3 separate regions of the Gossypium hirsutum genome follow, and all the other regions are linked to region 2. Evidence: chromatin contacts called from public Hi-C data. All regions are on one chromosome and are shown on one strand. The core of a region is the stretch at or near the end of the contact, and the rest is flanking DNA. Distances in the headings are between cores, read along the strand shown. Region 1 holds the start of LOC107920365 (5'-deoxynucleotidase HDDC2). Region 2 holds the start of LOC107920006. Region 3 holds the start of LOC107918724 (protein NRT1/ PTR FAMILY 4.6-like).

Evidence for each region. Hi-C and Micro-C count contacts between places; a contact is called where the count stands out from the background.
Region 1: a contact with region 2 is called in a Hi-C map of leaf, with 3 times the contacts expected there. The contact joins the promoter of LOC107920365 here to the promoter of LOC107920006 in region 2. A contact is called at or near these places in 9 of 34 Hi-C or Micro-C datasets (callus, hypocotyl, leaf and 1 more).
Region 3: a Hi-C map of hypocotyl shows a contact between it and region 2, with 1.9 times the contacts expected there. The contact joins the promoter of LOC107918724 here to the promoter of LOC107920006 in region 2. A contact is called at or near these places in 5 of 34 Hi-C or Micro-C datasets (anther, callus, hypocotyl and 2 more).

Annotation. Positions count from the first base shown.
Region 1 is chrD13:11,315,746-11,318,445 of Gossypium_hirsutum_v2.1, reverse strand. LOC107920365 (5'-deoxynucleotidase HDDC2) reads right to left here and starts at 1,396. Exons shown (of 8, transcript XM_016850046.2): 1 at 874-1,396; 2 at 464-588; 3 at 105-142. The coding sequence starts at 1,131.
Region 2 is chrD13:10,863,259-10,865,958 of Gossypium_hirsutum_v2.1, reverse strand. It overlaps LOC107920006, which reads left to right and starts at 1,387. Exons shown (of 11, transcript XM_041110241.1): 1 at 1,387-1,551; 2 at 2,118-2,421. The coding sequence starts at 2,139.
Region 3 is chrD13:11,242,742-11,245,441 of Gossypium_hirsutum_v2.1, reverse strand. It overlaps LOC107918724 (protein NRT1/ PTR FAMILY 4.6-like), which reads left to right and starts at 1,266. Exons shown (of 6, transcript XM_016848311.2): 1 at 1,266-1,415; 2 at 1,526-1,631; 3 at 1,731-1,948. The coding sequence starts at 1,413.

The DNA of each region.
Region 1 (2,700 bases), core at 147-2,646, 450 kb before region 2:
GTACCATTACTGATTTTAACAACAAAAGTACTCGTATAGCATGGCTATTGCAAATTTGACGTACACTAATGATAATGATAGAAGATGCAGACATAGGAGAGTACCTTCTGCAATATCATGGACAATTGCAATCTTAATACACCTGCAAAAGTTGAATGGATAAAAGACATAAAGCTTCCCTAAATAACATCCAACAAAAGCATAAAGCAAAAAAAAAAAAAAAATTGAAAAGAAAGAAAAGGCAAGAATAAAAAATCACATAAACTCATCTCCAACTTCTATTATAAGCTAAATCCGCTCAAAGAAAATAATACAAAAGAAATAGCTCATCCTCCTAACATTTCCATCAATTACCATGAAAGAAAAAAGAAAATACATAAATCAGATTGACAAACTTGGAAGTTGATAACTTAATGAAGAACATGGGCCCTGAAATATATCATATGTTATGATGAGAGTGAACCTTTCTCTATTCACACCAGGAAGGTCACCAGCGATCAAAGCCATCAACGCCATGCGGTACATATGGTCAGCAATTGATTCAGGACCCTTTATCCCGTGATTGATCCAACCCTTCCTTTTTGTGGTCTATAGGATTAACAAAGTCATCAGTAACTATAGTCTTTTCTTCCCTGAATGATTCAAATGGAAGACAGAGGGATACAAAGGTGGGGCTCAAGCAAAGATAACACAGCTCTACAAATATTTACCACGTAAAACCCAAGCTTAAATTTCTATTTGTAACTCTTCGACCATGTTTGTTTACTCTTACTTGGTATCTAAACAGATAATTGAGCTATTAAACTATACTCAATCGAAACAGAGCGTGAAGGAAACAGAACGAACGGCAAAAGTTTATGTTTTCATTTATACCTTAAGACTGTGACACAATGTGAGAAAATCAATGGCGGAGGCCGACGTCGAATCGGCGGATCTCCCGGAGTAAGGTTTCTTGGAATTGGCAGAGACGATGATCCTCAGGGTGGGAGCCGGGGAGAAGTAAACGGGTCGAGAGGAGGAGGAGAAGAAAGGGCAGCGCATGAAAGCGAGCGGCGGCTGTGGCGGCGGAAAGCGGCGAAGGCCGAAACGATGTAAGGGAGGTGCGCAGTGGGGAGAAGCAGAGAAAGCCATAATGGAAGGCGGAGGAAGGGGAGGGCGTACGCCGGAGATTTTAAAGGTTTGGTTTAATGGCTTTGCATGATGGAGGGGGTCCGAGAAACGAGGTCCGATTTGGTTGGGCTACCGATTAACTTTTGGTCTTAAATGCGAAATATCAGGCTTTCTTCCTTTCTGAGTCTTCTACGTTAAACGGATCCCATTATACGACCCTTTTAAAAGGAACAAATAAAGGCCGTAGAAACCAACTCCTTTATTATGTTTTTCACTTCTTCTTCTTCTTCTTCTTCTTTTTGTTTTTTAAATTGAATTTATTTAAAACAGCTAGGGCTTTGGTGTAACTCAAAATGTTTATGGGGCAATTCATGGTTATTTAAGTTTTTTTATTTGAAATATAGGTTTCAAATTTTAGCTAAATTCATTTATATTTGTCTATAATCCCTTGGTTTAGGGGTAAAAATATTACATTGTAAGCGTAAGAATTTGAATTCAATCTCAAGCAACTTTATTCCTTTATCAGTTAACTTGCTTCTCTAAATATCTAGAATATGATTTATAAATATTAAAATTTACAAATAATCCATAGTAATTGTTTAAAAAGCTTTTAGAATTTATGTTTTATATATCATAATATTAACTGTTGTGACTTTGACTGTTGCACGTTCGACAAGAAATGGAACGATAGCTTTGGTGCAATCAAAGTCATTGGCAAAGGTATGGTTCTACTTTGTTCGATATAGCTTCATGCCTATCTCACATAGTTCTACCATCTCGATGGAACGAATGCTTTTGTTGTATGCAATTATGACAGAAAAGTCTATCAATGTTGAAAAAATTATTCACAATGAGATCCATGATTGTGCTAGAAAAAAGGTAGGAAGTGCCTACTTTCCATCATTGATTACTTCATTTTACTTAAGGGCCTAAGTTAAATTAAAAGCAAACTTGAAGGGTCAGTATGTTCAAGGTTGCATCACAAGGCATGATCTTGAAAGGTTGTGGAGAATATCCATGAGTTGAACCCAATTGAGTCGAGTGAACCAACCAAACCAAAAACTGATGAGTCGTTAAATAAATCTGAATCGGAAGCTAACTCAGTTGATAAGACAGAAGAAGCAAAATCTGAGGAAGAACTGAGCAATCCTGAATCGATAAAAGCACTAAACAACTCTGAACCAAGTGTGGAGCTGAATTCTGATGAGCCAGTTAAACCAAGTATTGATCTTGAATTGACTATTCCTATGCCCACTTCTTCAAATACTATGAAGAAATCAGAATTTTCAATTATGATGAGTAGTCTTTATGACTCACATTTCTTTTCTTATAACCTAACCTGGTGTTTAGTTTTCATTCATTACTTTGTTTTTACAATGATGACATTGTTTCTGTTTAAAGAGGGGGTAAGGCAATATTTGCAGGAATTTTTAAAATTTTCAAGTATTTTTTAATCTTTTCACATGAGTCTGCTGAAATAAATGAATGTTCAGAGGAAATTTCTGTTCATAAGTTAGTTCAAATGCAAGCATAATTTTTTATTTTATATAAGTTATTTTTATGTTATCTTGAGTTATGAAATTCTTGTAT
Region 2 (2,700 bases), core at 138-2,637:
CCACTACTTGTACCCCACGTTCTTCAAACCGTTGATGCTTTTGTCTCTTACTCTACAACTCATGTACCATGTTTTATCTTCATCATGTATCCTGTTTTTGTAGGGGTTTTTTTCTCTTCAAACCACTAATGTTTCATGGGTGTTCTCTTTTCATTGTGTATCCTCTTTTCAACTTTAATGAAAACAATTACTTTCCAAAAAAGAACAAAAAATCTTGTATGCATAGCTTTTACACCCTAGTGGAAAACTAGAGTTGTAGTGCGTTGGGAGTGTCTTGACCAAATAAAAGCATTTTTTCCCAAAGAGATTATTGTGGTGCGAGTGCACAAAAATTGAGAGAAATCTCATCTCACTAGAGCCAAACAACATCCAAAAGGAGCTTAAGTAGAGAAAAAAAAGTTATCTGATTATTAGATAACGTGGTAAGGAACTCGGTGTTGCTTAAGTAAAGTTTTGAGTTTGAGTCTTATAGATAAAAAAAAAGAAGAAGCAATGCTAAGAGTGTGTTTGATTCATTGAATATAACATTATACCATGTAATCTCACATTTTGGAATAAGATTACATAATTTGAATTCTTAACATTCCAGCCACCCTATAATCTTACATTCCTAGATAGTCCCAATATGTTGTAATATAGGGTGTAATGTCAATACAATTAATTCTTACATTTGTTTATGGGTGTAATATTAAATTTTGGACTAATTTACCCTCTATTTGTATTATTTTAATAAATTTTGTCCTTTTTTGTTCAAATAAAATTTAAGTTTAATTAAAAACAATAATATTTTTTTTCTTAACATTGAAATATTAATTTGATACTTTAAAATTATAATTATTATGTCTACTCTAAAATTTTATTTATTAATATATTAATTATGATTATGATATACAGTTATAATTTATAAATTGATTTTAACATCATATATTTATTTAATAGTATGTAAATTATAATAAAATAGGAATTTAACAATATATAAATTATAATAAAAATAGGAATTATCATAATTTATAATAATTTTATGAAAATTAAGAAAAAAATTAAAGGAACTAAACAAATAAATTCTATAACAATGTCAATTTAGTAAAATATGTTTGTAGGTAATAGTATATGTCGTCAATCACATGTAAAAATCTTCTTTCAGCCAAATGAATCGAATGGGGTAATGTAACATACTCGATATTTCTGTAGTCTTATATTTCAAAAATCCTATGAATTTTACGTAATTCGATTCTAAATTTAATTGGGTTGAATCCGATTAGAATGTCAGAGAAAAGGAAAAGGATTGGGCTGCAAAAGGCAATTGCTGTATGGGGATGGGCTAAATGCTGAGGGCTTAATTTCGTACGGATCTAACTCGGGCCAGAAGGTAGTCAACCCCGAAACCGAAAAAATAATCAAACGACCTAGAACGAGATCGAACAACCGATCAAGTTATAGAGTCCCGTCAGGAAATTGGATCTCCCATTTCCCAGGCACCAGGCAAAAAACAATTAAAAAAAAAACGAAAAAGAAAACGAAAACCCTCCACAGCCTTTGATCTCCGATCAGGTAAAACAATATAGGATTTCCTTTTTCTCATCATCTATTTGACTAATTTCTTTGCTATGTCTGATCGAAAGCAAATTGTTCAATGGCATTTTTGTTTTTCTTTTTTCTTTTCATTCTTCGTTTTCTTTTTTGAATTTTGTCTTGCTTTGGAATTTCTTGGTTATAAATTTTTCATGATGAGGAAATTTAGATTGTTCATGGTTAATCCAGTGTAAAAAGGATTTATTTCAGTGATTTTACTTTGTTTGAATTATTTATATTTGTTTTCTTTTACTTCAACTTTATTCTGAACTTCGGAAAGCTGAAATTCAAGGTAATTATTAGACTTAAGGGCAAGATCCGCTTATGTAGTTAAGGTTATTGTAGGAAAAGGGAATGTTCTCTGAGTGGTTTTGATCATGCTGCTTGCTTTACATTTAATCTTCAGTTTCATGTGAGAAATCGAGACTGATTCTGAATGAGATACAAGCATCAGATGCACCAGTTCTGGTGGCGTTCTTGTTTCCTGTTGCAACTTTACTTTTAGTATTCGAGTTGTAAAGTGTCTTTGGTGTTTGATTTTGCAGAAGCTGATTTTGGTGGAAATAATGAACTTTCTGCTGTTGCGGTCCAATCAACAGGCAGTGCCAGAGCCACCTCCAGTACAAGAAGAGGTGGCGGAATCTACTTATGTTTCGAGTTCTGCAACATCTTTAGAAGGGCTTATTGGTGAAGATCCATTACCTGAGTACCCTACAGTTGAAAACCATGATGCCGAAACCAATGGACATTTAGGTGATAATGCTGGTGTTGGGAGTGGTAAGAAATCTTCTGTCCCAGAGAACCACATTGATGTTTGTGAAGAAGATGGATGGATCACCATTCCATATAGTAAGTGTATACTAACCTCTAAAGGTAGCTAATGTAAACAATATTTTTGGATCTGTCTCTAGATATAGCTTTAATGATTGGCTTTTACTCATTTTCTTTCCTTTTTCTCGCCTCGCCTTATTCCTTTGAAAAAGTTCAACTTGTAAAAGTGGTCCTTGTTTTGAGTTATGACTCCATAGTATATGCTTTTAAAATCCGAACAATTATGGTTGTGTGGAAGAGCAATGTTCTGATGTTTGTTTTTGTTGCTGATTTACAACTTCTGGAAACTAGAGTGTG
Region 3 (2,700 bases), core at 17-2,516, 380 kb before region 2:
ATTAACTTTACCTCGTAACCGTTGATTTTGAAACTATATATATATATTATAGAAACAATATTGCTCGTTTTTGTAATATATAAAGATTTCCAAAAATTGTAATATTTTTTTGTCAATAAAAGTTGTAATAATTATGTCAATTCTGAAAAAAAAACATTATGTTAAAGCACAAACTATAAATATCACATGGCCGTCGTCGCTATATGTTGTGAAGAGTACTTATAATTTTAAGAGTAATCGACAGATTAAGTATTTCCATCTGCTAGTTTAATTATGGTTTTAATCCTCTATTGTATTAAAATTTGAGATTTAATCTCTTTACTTAATTTGATATAAATTGGTCCCTCACACTATTTTTTTTAAAAAATATATTCAATCACACAATTAAAGTAATGTTAAAATCTAATCAACAATGTTAAATCGATAATAAATTTATATGTTAATAGAATGTTTAAAATTTTTTAAAGAAAAAAATCACTTTAATGAAAATAACTCATAAAATCAAAATTAATAATATCATAAAAGTAAAAGAAGTAAAATTTATGAGATTAAAGTTGAGATATTAAAACTATGAGTAAATATAATAAATAATATTTCTCTCAGTTGTTTCTTCATTCAAATTATAAGTTGATATATAACTTAAGATGATGCGAAATTTTGACTCAATTTGCATCTTTCATCACTATTCCTTTTATCCCTCATACGGTGGTCATACTGTCTTTCAGTAATAATAATGATAAATAAATAAATCCATTGCTTCTTTTAATAATTTATTTTCAAATTGCGTCATGGATTGATTTTATGTGTGTAAAAAATAGATGAATTTTGGTTATATGCATTGCTCAATCCTTATCTACTTCATAAATTCCTCAACTCATAAAAGTCAAGGCTCGAGATCACAGGGTTATGTTGTTGTTACGTGTTCTTTATCTTAATTATGTTTTAATTAATGCATTTTTATTTACTATTATTTTTGTTCAAGTTATATTTATTTTAAATTTTGCCATGGTTAATTTTGTTTATAATAATTTAGACACTTCGAAGAGGATCGGATACTTCTCACCTAGTATTTAATTGTAACCTATAGTAAGTAATGTTTGATAATAAGAACCTGTGTATTCACATGGAGATAGAGTAGTCTTGACTTTAATGCATTAAAGAAAAAGGGGGGGGGGTCTGTTTGAATAAGAAAGTGCAAAATAGAAAAGAAGAATTCTTAGTAAACGCAAAAGGAGTTCCAAAGGGGGATCCATCAAAGTCATTTTCTAAATGGCTTTTTAGACCATTCTCTCCCTCCAAGTTGAATCTAATGCTCTTTAAATACCCCCACCACTCATCCCCCCTTGCTTTTCAACTCAAATCTTCACTTCTCTCACCTCATATCCTATACAAGTTCAAAAACAAAAAAAGCAATGGTGGGTTCCCCTTTTCTCTTTGTTCTTGCCTTTTTGTTTCATTCTAACAGAAACACAAGAAGAAATTTCTTAGTTACTAACTCTTTTTTTATGATGAGTTTTTAATGTAGGAAGGAGGGTATCAGAATACCAGATGGGAAGGGTATGTGGATTGGAGGAATAAGCCTGCTTTAAGGGGCAAACATGGTGGCATGCTTGCTGCTTCCTTTGCCTTGGGTTAGTCTTCACTCCCACAAATGCTATTTTTATCTTCTTTTTAATTTTTATAGTTCTATCATATGGTTCTAATGATGGATCCTATGTGTTTGTGTGTAGTTGTGGAAGTGCTGGAGAACTTGGCCTACTTGGCAAATGCAAGCAACCTGGTGCTGTATCTGTCAAAGTACATGCACTTATCTCCATCAAAATCTGCAAACAATGTCACCAATTTCATGGGAACTGCTTTCCTTTTGGCTCTCCTTGGTGGCTTCTTGTCTGATGCCTTCTTCACCACTTACCACATCTACCTCATAAGCGCACTCATCGAATTCCTGGTACTAATTTCACCGTTTCTGAAACTTGTTTTTTTTTCCCGTAGTTTGCATGTCACTTGCATTATTATTATTTTTTGCATGAAACCTGATATGGGATACCGTTTTAAAAGAAAAATAAAGACAAAAATCCGTGTGTAGAAGCATTAAAGGCCTAAGGGCCTGTCACAGGCGCAAGCTCTTTGGCATATAGATCCAAGGAACACCGTCTGTTTAGGTACAACCATCGAGGTGTTCGTGATAAATGTCCCATAAATTTCTCTCTTTTTCTTCTCTCAGACCCCAAAAACAAAACAAAAACCAATAAAAGGGTCTGTTTATCATCTTTCATCATATGAAAAAAAAGCTTACAACAACTATTGATTATGTTGGTTAAGGCTTTGAAATATTCTTCAAAAGAGCATCAAATTTTATATAAAATGACAAACTTCAGACGTGGGGGCGTGGAGTAGGCCAGTGTTTGTGTTGGGGTCCCCCTGGAACGTAAGCCAATGGAAGCCAACGCCTTGGCCTTAAAAAGGGGGGGGGGGAGGGTAAAAGTATTATGTGGCGTACGCGTTGCAACAAGAGGATACTTTTGTTTTCTCAAATTCAGCACAGATGGTAACATCTATCTTGTCTTATTGATCTTCAATAGTATCTAATAAAGCACACGATAAAGCCAACGCGACAGGTGGTTATGGCTTTTGCTAGACAGGTGCCATATGAATGTCAAATCGTCGAAGCTTTGGGTGCTTGATAACACTTTTATCTCG